Regions from separate parts of the Mus musculus genome. Here regions 2, 3, 4 and 5 are each linked to region 1. A link is a contact called in public Hi-C, HiChIP or PLAC-seq and promoter capture Hi-C data. All regions are on one chromosome and are shown on one strand. Each heading gives the region's core, a stretch centred on a gene start, on an enhancer-like site or on the middle of the called end of the contact. The rest is flanking DNA. Distances are from core to core; before and after follow the strand shown. Region 1 holds the start of Reln (reelin). Region 2 overlaps Reln (reelin). Region 3 holds the start of Lhfpl3 (lipoma HMGIC fusion partner-like 3). Region 4 overlaps Reln (reelin). Region 5 overlaps Reln (reelin).

Region 1 (2,669 bases), core at 80-2,579:
GCATACTACATTAAATTACTCTTCTTGTTGCTAAAATTCAACTTTGCAGTAATGTTTCACCTCGATGAAGGATTGCATACTGATCCCTTAGGAGAGGGATCGCCTTTGTGGGGAGAAGCTTGTAGGTCCTGCCAGGGACTTAAAGCTGTGCAGATACAAGTGATTAGTAAGCATCGCCCAGACAATGCTAACAACAGCAAGCACCAAGCTAAAAGTATGAAGGGGATGACAGAAATCATCAATCACTGATATTTTAAACGACTCTTTAAAAGAATAAAGGGTTGGAAACAGCCGCTCTGTTTCTTGAGGACAGATCACTAGGGACTCCTGGCTGCAGAGCAGCGGGAACTTTTAACTGGCCGCCGGCATGGGCAGCCACCGACCAAAGTGCTCCAATCTGTCGGCAGCTGGCCGGCAAAACCCAGTGACAACCCCAGCGCCACCTGGGGACCCACCAAGGAGGACCCAGAACAGGACAAAAGTCTGGTATCTAAGTACTGGGGTTAGGAAAACACGATGCGCAGGTTCGGCAGCTGCAGGGAGTGAAGGGGTGGGGGACAGCAGTACCAAAAGCTTGTGTGGCCTGTCACATAAGCACCAGTTTATGTGTTAGGGGACAGTTGAAATCCCAACTCAGGACTCCATTCTCCACTAACTTTGTTCTCTCTCCCCAGGCAGCGCACCCCGCTGAGGTAGGAGGTTGTCCCGGTCTCCGGCCGGCTGGCCCCTGGGAAGAAGGAAAAGGATGGAAAGATGCGCTCGCGGGCCACCGTGGCGCCGTAGGGATGCCGTGGTGGTACCTACCATGGTATTCCTGTCCCGGTACGTAGTAGGTGGGGTTGCCCGCAATGTGCAGGGAAATGAGCACCTCGCCCTGCTCCCCATCCCCTTCCAGCTCCCCGTGGTGGGTGCACAGGAAAAAGAAAGGCGAGAAGCGCGGGTAGTAGCCGGTGGCCGCGCGCGCCCTCAGCGTCGCCAGCAGCAGCAGCACGGCCAGGACGAGAGCCCGCGGCGCCCAGCAGCCGCGCTCCATGCCGCCGCGCTCCGTGCCGCCGCGCGCCCCGCGCGCTCTCTCATCCACTTTCGGAGGCACCGGCACGGAGGAGCCGCGTGCGGGGAAGGCGAGCCGGCGGCGGGCTCGAGCCGAGCGGGTCCGGGCAACCGAGCCCGCGGGGGGAAGTTAGCGGGAGACCGAGGCTCCCGAAGTTACTTTGGGCCGCCGGAGCGAGAGCGCGGGGGGAACCGGGGCCGCGGGCGCCGAGAGCGCGTCGTCCGCCTCCGAGCGCCGCCGCCGCCGGTGTGCACGCGACGCCCCTCGGCCGGGCTTGGGAAAGTGCCCGCCCCCTCCGCACCTTCTTAAAGCCCCGGGCGCCGCCCCCTCCCCCGCCGCCGCCACACGTGTCCCAGCCGCGCCCCCGCCCCCGCGCCCGTCCCCGCCCCCTCGGGCTTGCCCGCACCTCGGGCTGTGCCCGGAGCACACGCGCGCCTCCCGCCCACGGCCCGCTCCGCCCGGAAGGGCAGGGCTGCTCGGCCGCTGCGCGAACGAGAGCGGCCAGAGACCGACGGGCTGCCCCGGGGAACCGGAGCCCCGGGCTCACGGCTGCCCGTTCTGCGAGGACGCGCGGGGAAGCCGAGGGCGGCGGGGACCGCGCTGTTCTTTGTCTACGCCGGCTGCAACCCTCGCCCCTCGGGGCCCGCCGCCCCCCAGTCCCCACGGCCAGCGCTTGTCCTGGGGACCCTCCCGTCAGTGGCCCCAACCGCGACGGTGCCCCGCGCGCGCGAGCCCTTTCCAGTCAGGCCTCGCGGCCCCGTCGCTGCCCCGGCCCGGGTCTTCAGTGGCAGCCAGGCTGAAAGGGAGATTGGGTGACGGTGCGATTGCCACCTGGAGTGGTGCGGGGCCAGATCGTCGGGCTTCTCGGCCGTGGGGATTGTGGTGAGGGGACCCGACAGGCGAGCTTCGCCGGACTCTGTATTTACGCGTTGCTAGGGGATTCCTCGGACGGAGATGGGGGTAGTAAATTTTAGGTCCGAGTTTATTACTTCTACATGTCATGCATGACCACTGTCACTGGGGTGGGGGAGGGGAAGGCATGCAGAGGAGTGGCTGGCAGCAGCAATGAAACCGGCGTTAATGAGCTATCTCACGCAGGACTGCGGGCAAGTGAAACCATCCAGAAGCACGTTTTTTAACCGAGCACCGCTGGCAGGAGCCCCGAGGCACCCAGAGACGGGAGAACAGAGCTGCCAGGTTTTAATGCATTTCTCCAGGCTCAGCACCAAGCCAAAATAAGCCTTGCTTGTAAAGAAACCAGGAAACTGTAATGTCAGAAATGGTAGTCTTTGCCTGAGTTTGGGAGAAGGGCGTCAGAAGGCAAGATCCAAAGGGAGACCTCTGTGGTAATTTCATTGCAAAAGATTTTTTTTTTTCTGCCACATTCACAGTTTCAGCAGATAGGAAGGACCTAACTGCCTGTTGGTCTCCATTACTTCCAATCCTCCCAAAGTTCAACAGCACACATATTCATACACGCGACTAATATTACACTAGAGCAAAGTGCCATGCAGGCTGCACAGGCTTGTAGATCATTAGCCTAATGTAATCCTAACACCACCACCGGAAGAAGCAAAACTTCCCCCATTTCACAGGGGAGAAATCAGAATAGCTTGCC
Region 2 (2,669 bases), core at 54-2,553, 410 kb before region 1:
TGACTGTCAGTTCAACTCTTAGCTCAGTACTGTGTGTCAGGAAAATGAAAAAGCTAATCACTTGGGGAATGACGACAAAACCAGTTCTAGAAAGGCCCTGGATGGAATAAGCCAAGATATTTAGACAGTAGAAATATTCCGACTTACACACAGCTTCCCTGGACGCATCTCCCGTGGCCACTGCACATGTCTAGGCAACCATCCCCAATATAGACATTATCTATTGCCCAGGTCTGCTGCTTGTCAAAAGGCGCTGGCTGATGCCAGCGGAAACGAGTGGCTTGAGACCTTGGAAGAAGAAGAGATTTACAATGAAGAAAATGTATTCTAGTAAGCTGGAAGAGGGCAACACAGAGGCACACATTCCCAGTTCTATTTCCTAAAGAACATTCATTATTGCAACAGTCCATGCAAACCCCTGGTTAACAGTACTAAGCCAAACACATAAATCAGCATGGATTTTGCTCCCGGGATCTTGCTGGGTCTTGTAAAAGAAGACTATATCATAGGCTAATCCTAAAACCAGAAGCCTTAGGGGGACAATAAAGGTCTGGGTTTTGCAAGGAAGTCATTGTACGGAGACATCAGGGCTGTAAACTGGGAGAAAGATGCCTGTCCTTGAGCGGCTGTAACCCTTCTGCCTGTAACTTAGAACAGAGTGTGGCTGGGTTTCATGTTCTTCCCTGCTCTCCCAGGCACTTGCATCTGCCTCATTCTGCATCCAGGAGCAGATCTCCTAATGGAAGCCTCAGGGACAGGAGAAACGTAAAACAGAGAGATCACTGAAACCCTAGATAATTATATATGGAGAAGAGAGGGGGTAACAAAGCCTGGCTTATTGTAGGAAACAAATACATGTAACCCAGAAGTTCTCCATTCCAGAATCAGCAACATCTCTCCTTCACCGTTTGGAAAGCATCCTGTTCAGCAAACAAACAAACAAACAAACAAACATCTTCACAGCCACCAGATGGCAGTAAGACCCAAACAAAACCCAGCCCACATGCAAACATTCAAGACTTGTAGAAGAGTCAACTGTGGTTACTGAGCCATGGACATTTTATACTAAAAGACTTAATATTTTGAGTGGGAGATATGTGTTTCAGGAAGGGGAAAGAGATGAAATAACAGCAACAGCCTTACATTTTCTAATTGAAGATACATACATAAAATTTGTCCAATAATCAAAAAAGGAACAGCCTAGAACTAAGATTTTCATTCTGGAACACAGCCCGGTCCAGTGCATGTCCTGAGCATCTTGGCAGGAGCTGACTTCTCACAGCCCTTGCTCTCCAGCTCCCACACACCCAGCAGAGGCGTCTCCTCGGCTCACATCTTTCACTTCATATTGCATTGAGTTTAAGCACCAAGCTGTCCTTGGTCTGTGGGTGAGCGGGGCCTCTCCTCTGCTCCCTTCTTCTGGCCATCTTAAGGATTGCTACTCGCTCCTTGAGGCTTCCAGAGTACATGAAACTCATTCCCACCTTTCTGCATTTGTGTTTTCCCCTGGAGACGAGCACGCTCGCGTTCTCTCTCTCTCTCTCTCTCTCTCTCTCTCTCTCTCTCTCCTTGCTGCATGTCCTTTAGGGTCTCACAGGAAACGTCAGTCCTCAAAGAGACTTTTTTTCTGACCCTTTTAAAAATCGCATTTGTCTCATAATATTCAGACCCATGGCAATCTGCTCTTCTGTGGTGTTTAATACAGTTTAGCATGTGTGTGCATATGTTTCAGGGCCACACAGTTCCTTCCTGGCACATTAAGTCATAAGGCAGCATGTGGGGCAGGCAGATCCTTTTGGCTCTACTCTGAGTGGTGCTCTACAGGGACAGGGAGCTGATATTCAGGAGCCACTGTGTGCACAGGGAGCCATGTTGTATTGATGCCCGCCCCTACCGCTGCTGTAACATCAGCGGCTCTGCTCTTATAAATGACTGAATTTATTACTATTCTGTTTCTGTATAGCAGCATCTTGTAACACAGTGGAGCACCACATTCTCACAGCTCCTAACCATCCATTCTGAGATGGAGCCAGCCTGCACATCATTTATTCTGTCTTTTGATTTTATTACAAATTTTCTGAAGTGCAAGGAATATTGTTTTGTGTCCTCAGGGCTTATCAATAATAAGTAGTAAACTTCCCCTCTTCCCCAATATCACACATGTTTACTAAAGCCCTTGTCACCTTTTTATAAAGCAGTTTCTTTTGTTAATTATTCTCTCTGTTCATCATTTCACTGTCTGAGGCTCTTATAAATGGAATTTCATAACCATCTACTGAAAGAATATTAAGTTGACGGCAATAAAGATTCTCAGAAAGAGCAAATAGAAGGCATCTTGCAGGTGCTGAGGGGGGAACTGGGGTGAGTGGCGCAGGGACAGCAGTTTGATGGATGTTGTAGGAGAAGGCTAGAGAGGCGGCACGGGCTGCCTAGCCGTGGTGGCTTTTTGATGACTGGTTTTGTTCAGTCACAGTCTGGGCAGTCTCTGAACAGAAAGGCTGCACAGGAGATTCAAGAGCCAGATGAATTGCTGGAGGTGACGGCTTTTGTGGAGAGTTCCAGCACGGCCCCCTTTCAGTCTATGCCTCTCTCTCGAGTTCCATAGAAAAGGAGTCAGTAGGAGACCATGTGAAGATTGTGCTGAAACTCAGTTGGGCAACGGGTCTAAA
Region 3 (2,669 bases), core at 57-2,556, 400 kb after region 1:
AATTTACATAGTACAGACTTCTGGATGAGTCTATGGGCGCATTCTTTCATCTGCTCAAAGAATGCAGCATTACATTGTGGAGTTTAAGATTATTTGTACCAAAATCTATTCCTGCAATTGAGCATTGTCGGTTTGCTATACGGTTCAGAAGGAACCAGATAGTAACCGACCACAGGAAAAAAAAAATAGAGATAGCAATGAGCAACTCATTTTGAAAGGGCTGTAAAAAAGGGCAGTATCAAGAATGGAGAAAGTAAATGAGAGAAGGGGACAGTGTAAAGTACACATTAATTGTGCAAGAGATTGTTTGCAGACGATCCGGGGAAATTACACTAAAACCAATTCTCGGGTTAACTGGAGCTTTTGGTTGTGGGAGAGGTGGAAATACTTCCACTGTTAAGGCACTCATCCCATTTATCTTTATCCCTCTTTATCTTTAGCACATGCTAGCTGCCAATGAGTATTTGTGCAATAAATGAAACACCTGCCAAATTATCCGATGTTTTCAAACAAACTCTAAAATTCTGTGATAACTACTTCTGTGCATGCAGGCCCCATCTATTGCAAGCCGCGTGGGAGAGAAAAGGTTTGACTTCAAGCGAAGCTTGGGGTTTCCATTTGCCATAGTTCATTTGGTTGCATAGTGGAAAAGTGGGACGAGAAACAATAGAGGATCACCCTCCAGGCGTGACTTCTACATTATTGTGTGACAGACTTCTGCCCAACTTCTCCTGTCTCCATCTGCCAACCTGAGGTCACCTAAGAGTTAGCTTGGGGCAATTCTGTGGTTTTAACAGGGATACCTCCCCGGGAACCACATCTCTCTTCCTTTCTCACCTACACCTGCCATAAGGCTGCCTCTTTTTTTCCCTGCAGAGATGCAGAGGTCAAAGCACGTTCCTGTGCGGTGATGAAAAGCTCAGGATCAGCCTCTTGGCCAGCAGCACATCCTCCAGGATCCAGGGAGTGCCTCTAGGATTCCTCTGGGCGCGCTCTTATAACTCCACGTCTGCTTCTCTTGCTCCTGGCACTTAAGAAGCATCTCCTGGTAGCCGCGATCCTCTGTGACCTGGGGCACCAGCAGAGCCTACAGGAAAGAGGGTCAAAGGCGAGATGAAGAGTAAGGGGGCGTGAGGGCTCGCAGGCTTCAGCTGCAGCAGCTGCAGCAACGAGCAGAGGAGTGGAGGGTGCAAAGCAGGGCTGGAGCCGGGTCCAGGAGGGAGGGAAGAGGGGGGCGGGAGGCTGTGCCTGGCGAGCCGGAGGGGTGCTCCACGCTCCCCCTCCCTCCTTCCGGGAGCGAGGGTGCAGACTCTAGAACTGGTGCTGCTGGGCTGAGGCGGAGGCAGGGGAATTGCAACGCACGCCGCTCGCTCGGCGAGTGTGTCTCCTGCGCGCCGAGAGGCGGGGGGAGGCGGAGGACCGGGAGGAGGAGGAGGAGGGGGAGAATGCCCGGAGCCGCCGCCGCCGCCGCCGCGATGCTCCCGGCTCAGGAGGCTGCCAAGCTGTACCACACCAACTATGTGCGGAACTCGCGGGCCATCGGCGTGCTGTGGGCCATCTTCACCATCTGCTTTGCCATCGTCAATGTGGTGTGCTTCATCCAGCCCTACTGGATCGGCGACGGCGTGGACACCCCGCAAGCCGGCTATTTCGGGCTCTTCCACTACTGCATCGGCAACGGCTTCTCCCGGGAGCTGACCTGCAGGGGTAGCTTCACGGACTTCTCCACGCTGCCCTCGGGCGCCTTCAAAGCCGCCTCCTTCTTCATCGGCCTCTCCATGATGCTCATCATCGCCTGCATCGTTTGCTTTACCCTCTTCTTCTTCTGCAACACAGCCACCGTGTACAAGATCTGTGCTTGGATGCAGCTCACCTCCGGTGAGTGCGCGCTCACCTCCACGGAGGCAGGGGACCCCTGGGTGTCCGAGCTCCAGAGAGGCTGGAGTGGGAGGGACCGCTTCCTGAGCTCTGCCAGTCCGGGACAACTTAATCCTCTCTCAGGTTGAAGGCGTGGAAGGAGGAACCCCCAGGTTCCTCAACCTTGGCACTGGCGCCAGGTCCCCAGGCGTTTCCGAACCTCTTGGATGCTAGGGACGCCACCCATAGGGACGCCTTGGAGGCTGAGCAGTTGTTGGGCAGAGTCCGCTCAGAACTAATGATGGGGTAGTGGGGCGGAGAAGTGGCCACTTAGAGGCTGGGCTCCGTGTGTGTGTGTGTGTGTGTGTGTGTGTGTGTGTGTGTGTGTGTGTTTATGTGCGTGAGCTGGGGACTAGGGGAGTCTGGTACAAGCGGGTGAAAAGAGGATTTAGAGCAAGCCAACCTGTTCTGCCCTTCCCTGGATTATTTCCGCCTTTGCTTCAGGGTGTGTGAGTGTTGGGAGGAAGGGGGGGGGGCGTGTAAATTTGTCTTTGGCAACCATAAATATTTTATCATCCATCTGGTGATGAGTAAATCCTAATTTTGTTTAGGCACCCCTCCCTCCCCCGGTTTTCTTAAAAAGAAAAAAAAAAATGTAGCGTAGAGTGTTCCTTAGCAGTTCCTCGATGCCACACCTCCAGCGTCTCCTTGTCAGCCAAGGTCCTTCCATTTCATCTCTAAACAGGCAGAGACGTCTTGGGAGAATGGGGATTTCTCAAGACCTCATTTTGGGGAAGGGGTGTTAGGAAAGC
Region 4 (2,669 bases), core at 47-2,546, 360 kb before region 1:
ACCGCACCCTCCATCAGCAAAGGAAGTTAAACACATAATTTTATAGTAGAAAATTTCTTTTGAGTTTTAGTTAATTTAGTCCTGCAGTTAATCAAATATCTTTCTGTTATACGGCAGCAATATATACCTATGTTTTCAGTGAATATAAGGGCAGTGTCCATAGAGAGGCAGTCGATATCAACTTGGCCTCCCTGGATTCGATACCAGTTGGCTTGCAAGTCTATGGAGCCATCAAATTTATCTTGAAATCCAGTTTGAGAGCTGTCATTCACTCCTATAAGGACATCATCCAAAGCCCACTGGGCCGAATGCTTCCCTGCAATCAAATGAACAGCAGCAGTTGGAGCAGGCTCATTACACAGCAATAGGAATATCTCCGTGACCATGATTTTAAATCAAATTGTCTGGAAATTGACAGTAAATTAACACACTTATATATTACACATTGGATATGGATGCTATGTGATCTTTTTTTTTTAATAAAGTCATCAGGAATGTTGGAAAGAGCAGTGACTCACCATGCTGCGGCTGCCACCACCGGAAAGCTGTGGCAGGTGTCTTTGCTTCCCGGGGCAGGTCAATGGAAATGATCTGTGGCTCCAGGAATGACATGAAATCCAACTCTCTCAGCAAATGCCAAAGTATCCCATTATCATTGGAATACTGAACAACAAGCCCTGAGTTACAAGACATAAATTCAATGACTAAGACAGCGTTCTTAGAGGCAAGGAACAGTCTGTTTTAAACAGCAAAACTGCAGCAACTTCAGACTGTGTCTCAGAGAGGGAACACTCATCCATCTAACTTACAAGGCATGAATTAGTAGACTCAAAGGCCCATCAATTTCCTGACAGTTTCTAATGCACTCACTCCCAGTAAATGGAGACAAGAACTACATAAGCTCCTTCAGAGACCACTCAGCTCTGTAGGAGTGATGAGTGAGCTGGTTAGGGAGCTGCTCCTGTGCGTGCACTTGAAATGTGGACTCCAGCCTGAGCATCACAAAGTCTCAGGTCATCACTATATTCTCCTAAGAAATATCTTAATTTCTCTGGCACGGGAGGAGCTGCGTGTGCTGCTTGCTGCTGAGGCAGTAGGCAGTGAGTTGTGCTTAGCCGGGAAGTCTGTTGGGCAGAGCACCCTTTAACCAATACTTCATACTCTGACAGACCTTGGTTAGTGAAACCTGAACAAGACCAGATTAGTCAAGAGCCAAAAAGCAAGACTCAGGTCTCTCCAATGTCGCTTCTCTTTCCTATTCTCTGTGCCACCCCTCCTTGTGCCTGAGCCATCTGTTCCCTCAACTCCACCCCTGTGACAAGGTGACAAGATCTGTGGAGCTGCACATTTGTGTGCAAGGGATGTCACGCCCTTGCTGCTACTTCTAGAAATGTTGTCATTTAAAAGGGGACAAATGGGAAGGCTAATGATCAACAAAGGAGAAAACTGCTATGGGTAAGGTTATGGGATTATACATAAATATACATATGGATATGTGTGTGTCTGTGTATGGATGTCCTATATATGTAGATATCCTATATATAGATGGATATATCCATCTATATATGTATATATACATATGAGTATATATATGAATATATATCTGTGGGAGAAAGCAGAGTGCATCTGTCTAATGGCATATTCTATACTTATTTGTAAATTGGTATTGAATATTCACTAGTTTTTAAGCATTTATAGAAATTATTCCCAATAAAGTTTTATCTGTTATATCTTTTATTACATTTTAACTCTTGAAAAATTATGAATCATATATGGTATATTTGACTTTAAAAATATATAGACTAACCAGAGTGCCTCCATCCATTGTAATATTAAATAACAAAGACTTAATTAGCACAAAGTTTTGAGAAATATTATGCTGAAGAGCAAGTAGCTCAGTGCCAATTGGCAGTACATGACATTACAGGTGCTCCTCCTGACAGGCAACAGTGCCAGGAACAGTGACAAATCTATGAAAAGCTAGAACTCTCAGAGAGCCTGTATGTTTACAACAGAATCTGTCAAGTTCTGAGAGGAAGAGAAAGAATGAGAAGGAAGAGAACAGGTGTGTGCTGGACCGCACCCAGCCACAGTGATGGAGAGTTAGAGGTGCTGCTGACTGAGGGGCAGCCACACGGCAGGAGAGCCGAGAGTCACATGAAGCCTTAGGAAGGAAACGAATCTGGGTTCCAGCCTTCATCTGAGTCTGCCCAGGGTGCTGTCTGGCAAAAGCACTACACAGTAGTTCTCAGTGTTTATTCAAAATATGTCCTAATATGTTGGATGTCGAAGAGTGTAGACACTTCAAAAATTTCATTTTCTGTGGCTATTGATTTGAATTTATGTAGTTTATATTCCATCAGAGAAGAAATGGAAAGGAGACGGGAGAGGTAGGGGAAAGGAGAGAAGAGGTGGGGTAGGGTAGATGAGTAGGAGCGGCCACTGTAGAAGGGGGACTGAAGTTTTCCAAATGAAACATCATGGAAATACAGATCATCTGCACCATCTGAAAAGGTGCTCTATCTGCAGTAGTTTTAGTATGTTCACAACTTCATTGATGCTTCTCTCCTTAGGAACTCAGGGCTGGAGAGATGGCTCAGCAGTTAAGAGCAATGGCCACTCTTCTAGAGGTCCTGAGTTCAATTCCCAGCACCCACATGGTGGACCAC
Region 5 (2,669 bases), core at 114-2,613, 300 kb before region 1:
TGGCAGAGGCTTTCTTTCTGGAAGAAATACGGGTCTTCTTCCTGATCTGTAAGCATGCCTGTTCCTGGACAGCCTCACAGAGGACGGTAACAGAGCTGAAGAGATTGTGCCTCGAGTTGTGTAGCCAGCACTGAGTACGTGCACTCTCTGGGTCTTCAGCTCTTCCCTCAAGACTGAAAACATGACCCGTGGTCAATAGTGTGTCATAGACTCCTTGATCCCAAACAGTGCTCTAAGTGCTTCCTTTAGGAAACTGAGAAGACCTTTTCATAGGCATATATATATGTGTGTGTGTGTGTGTGTGTGTGTGTGTGTATTTCATTATTCTTTTAATTTCCTCATACTTGTACTTCATTTTATTGCTAATTTTTAAACTTCTTTTGTGATTATTAAAAGTAAAAAAGATTCACTATGAACTTTTAAAAAGAAGGACACTGGCAAAATCCATTCATATCCTACTGCGTGGTGGGCACACGCCCTGGAGCCCATTAGCAGCTGTGGTAATTAAAATGCTATGCAAATTTTCTACCAGTGGAGAAATTTTATTTTAACAAATTAAACCTTAGTTAGTTTAGTTTATACACTAGGTTTAGTATCATGGGCCTTCTTCTTCTTCTTTTTTTTTTTTTTAAATATTCAACATAGACTTCATATTGGCATATGGGTAAATTATCTTGCCTGAAGAGGTCTTCAAAATTTAAGAACTTTATGCAATTAGGTTCTCAGGATTTAAATTATTCAAAGACAGAAAGAGAAGATTAATACGTGGAAAATCGGCATTATAGTATGGTTTTATTAAATAGGACAAACCAAGACAGAGGGTAGGTTAAAGTTGCTTAAGTACTGACATTTTGTCCTTCCATCTATTCTTATTGTCTCCTCTACAGAACCCTCCCACTTCTTGTATAAACTTTCGGTCAAATTTGCACATGTCCTATAAATCTATCCAGAAATTAATATAGAACAAACAAACAAACACAATTGGTGTTTAATAACAATGTAAAAACCATGTAACTTAACATCGAAAGATATCTTATTATTGTACATTAAAGTGTACACTGTCCGACACAGAAGCTGGTCTTTAAATTATGCAGAAATGATCAACAATGCAGTCAACAGTTTCTATGGATAGCCACATATTCCTTCCACGCCATTTTCTGTGAACAGGGAGGAGGTTTCACTAGCATCTTAGAGATGATGTTTCCCCGCTCTGTGTAATGTCTGCAACTGGAACATAAGCATCCCAGATGTTGTGGAAATTACTCAGAAGTCTGAGTCTCATTTTAATACATGCAGTATGGTACTTATGGTAATTCTGCATAAAAATTCAAGAAAACGTCAGGCTACCCCTTGTCATCAACTGCGAATTTGAATTTTAGGGATTTAAGCATTTTAAAATTATGTATGTTGAGACATCTCAGCATCTAATATTGCTGACTACACAGCCTATTTTTTTTTCTGATTGTGCATCCCTGGGCTTCTGACGGAATGCAAAGGAGAAAAGGAAGAAAGGGTGTTTAATGAATCTCAAGACCATGACTTAGAAATGTGATTAAGTCTGTGTGGACTGACAAAACACCGGAAAAGCCTACATCAATGGCCCGTGATTGTGCTGGGCGCAGACACTAACCATTATCAATTGCCCACATATTTCCCAGGATTGGGCCTGTTTGTCTCCAGCGAATCCTGGTGTCTCGGGTGAGTGCTGCATTAGGGAGAGGAATCGTGATTCGGTTCCACCTGCAAGAAATTTAGCATGGAATCAGCTTCACAACTACGTTCCTGTCTTCTGGATTAGCTTTACATGTGTGCTAGGTTCCCTCTTCTGTGTGTTTGCAATTAACACTGAAATTAGTGAAGTATTTACATTTACCTGTGGGGCCTGTAGCTTACATTTTGTTGGCCTTGTAAATATTTTACTATGTAGCTAGTGCTGATTTTGTAAGCTGGAAAAAATTTTACAGAGTCATCTTGAATTTTATACTAGTCCACAAAAGCATGTGTAGTGTACCTTAATTGATGTGGAAATTTAGACAGACCACCATTACACACAGTGCACATCAGAGTAAGGTCTGAACCAGGTCTAATTTCAAAAGTTATCTTTCTTCTACTCTTGCTTAAGTATGTATTTTGTCAATACATATTCTTATTTAAACAAACAATAACCATGGGACATAGGATCTAAAACACAAGCATTATACATAAAGAATTACTGACTCATACAGTGTGGTCATACATAGGATTTAGCTAAAAATATGGGTATATTTATTTTCACAATATCACTCTTAAGGAAAAGTCAGGTTACCTAATTATTATTTAAAATTCTAGTCTCAGAATCGCTCACTGTTTTTCATCCCACAACATGGCCCCGTCCTTTCCCTGAGCCTTGGAGCAAGCTCACTCACCCGCTGTAGTTTTCTGAGGAGTAGACAGTGCTGTGGGGGAGGTGGGGGCCTGCACAGATCTCCGGCAAGCACTCAGTGTGGAGTAGGGACCAGGACCGTCCATGGTTAGTAGAAAACTCCAAGCTGACGCTAATAACAACAGAACAAGTCCAACACAAAGGGAGCAAAGTTAACAAATGTTTCTTTTTTTTTTAATTTATTTTTTTTGATTCTTTTTATTTCTAGCTAAATACCTTGAATGAGTCGATGAATGTGGGATTCCTC

Evidence for each region. Promoter capture Hi-C pulls out the DNA fragments that hold promoters and counts their contacts. Hi-C and Micro-C count contacts between places; a contact is called where the count stands out from the background. HiChIP or PLAC-seq counts read pairs in DNA pulled down with a chosen protein or histone mark.
Region 2: a Hi-C map of cerebellum shows a contact between it and region 1, with 4 times the contacts expected there. The contact joins the enhancer-like site here to the promoter of Reln in region 1. A contact is called at or near these places in 24 of 39 promoter capture datasets (the 3T3-L1 cell line, 3T3-L1-derived adipocytes, the C10 cell line and 14 more), 17 of 484 Hi-C or Micro-C datasets (the G1E-ER4 cell line, brain, cerebellar granule neurons and 9 more), 9 of 115 datasets of contacts at active chromatin or transcription factors (T-cell acute lymphoblastic leukemia, embryonic forebrain, embryonic hindbrain and 5 more) and 3 of 9 other capture datasets (embryonic stem cells, liver and pancreatic islet).
Region 3: a contact with region 1 is called in a promoter capture Hi-C map of embryonic stem cells, with 2.6 times the contacts expected there. The contact joins the promoter of Lhfpl3 here to the promoter of Reln in region 1. A contact is called at or near these places in 10 of 39 promoter capture datasets (the 3T3-L1 cell line, the C10 cell line, the HPC-7 cell line and 3 more), 4 of 484 Hi-C or Micro-C datasets (all in embryonic stem cells) and 3 of 115 datasets of contacts at active chromatin or transcription factors (all in embryonic stem cells).
Region 4: an H3K27ac HiChIP or PLAC-seq map of SST interneurons shows a contact between it and region 1, with 3 times the contacts expected there. The contact joins the enhancer-like site here to the promoter of Reln in region 1. A contact is called at or near these places in 18 of 39 promoter capture datasets (the 3T3-L1 cell line, the C10 cell line, cranial neural crest and 8 more), 19 of 484 Hi-C or Micro-C datasets (the AtT-20 cell line, B cells, brain and 11 more), 6 of 115 datasets of contacts at active chromatin or transcription factors (SST interneurons, embryonic forebrain, embryonic stem cells and 3 more) and 1 of 9 other capture datasets (pancreatic islet).
Region 5: a contact with region 1 is called in an H3K27ac HiChIP or PLAC-seq map of SST interneurons, with 4 times the contacts expected there. The contact joins the enhancer-like site here to the promoter of Reln in region 1. A contact is called at or near these places in 7 of 39 promoter capture datasets (the C10 cell line, embryonic stem cells, frontonasal cranial neural crest and 3 more), 1 of 484 Hi-C or Micro-C datasets (cerebral cortex) and 4 of 115 datasets of contacts at active chromatin or transcription factors (SST interneurons, differentiating embryonic stem cells, embryonic forebrain and 1 more).

What each region holds. Positions count from the first base shown.
Region 1 is chr5:22,343,376-22,346,044 of GRCm38.p6, forward strand. It overlaps Reln (reelin), which reads right to left and starts at 1,330. Exons shown (of 65, transcript NM_011261.2): 1 at 805-1,330. The coding sequence starts at 1,033.
Region 2 is chr5:21,932,553-21,935,221 of GRCm38.p6, forward strand. Reln (reelin) reads right to left here. Exons shown (of 65, transcript NM_011261.2): 47 at 148-288. Among named protein-coding and RNA genes, the nearest start is that of Slc26a5, 68 kb to the left of the region's middle. Within about 2 kb of position 1,304, at least 6 of the 459 cell types and tissues checked have an H3K27ac peak or open chromatin away from gene starts, as enhancers often do. A contact at or near this core is called in cerebellar granule neurons and cerebellum, where this site is marked.
Region 3 is chr5:22,744,748-22,747,416 of GRCm38.p6, forward strand. It overlaps Lhfpl3 (lipoma HMGIC fusion partner-like 3), which reads left to right and starts at 1,307. Exons shown (of 3, transcript NM_029990.2): 1 at 1,307-1,878. The coding sequence starts at 1,446. A930003O13Rik (RIKEN cDNA A930003O13 gene) reads right to left here and starts at 2,137. Exons shown (of 3, transcript NR_027362.1): 1 at 838-2,137.
Region 4 is chr5:21,979,450-21,982,118 of GRCm38.p6, forward strand. It overlaps Reln (reelin), which reads right to left. Exons shown (of 65, transcript NM_011261.2): 32 at 519-677; 33 at 128-316. Among named protein-coding and RNA genes, the nearest start is that of Slc26a5, 120 kb to the left of the region's middle. Within about 2 kb of position 1,297, at least 8 of the 459 cell types and tissues checked have an H3K27ac peak or open chromatin away from gene starts, as enhancers often do. A contact at or near this core is called in SST interneurons and cerebellum, where this site is marked.
Region 5 is chr5:22,046,313-22,048,981 of GRCm38.p6, forward strand. It overlaps Reln (reelin), which reads right to left. Exons shown (of 65, transcript NM_011261.2): 15 at 2,406-2,534; 16 at 1,631-1,740. Among named protein-coding and RNA genes, the nearest start is that of Slc26a5, 180 kb to the left of the region's middle. Within about 2 kb of position 1,364, at least 3 of the 459 cell types and tissues checked have an H3K27ac peak or open chromatin away from gene starts, as enhancers often do. A contact at or near this core is called in SST interneurons, where this site is marked.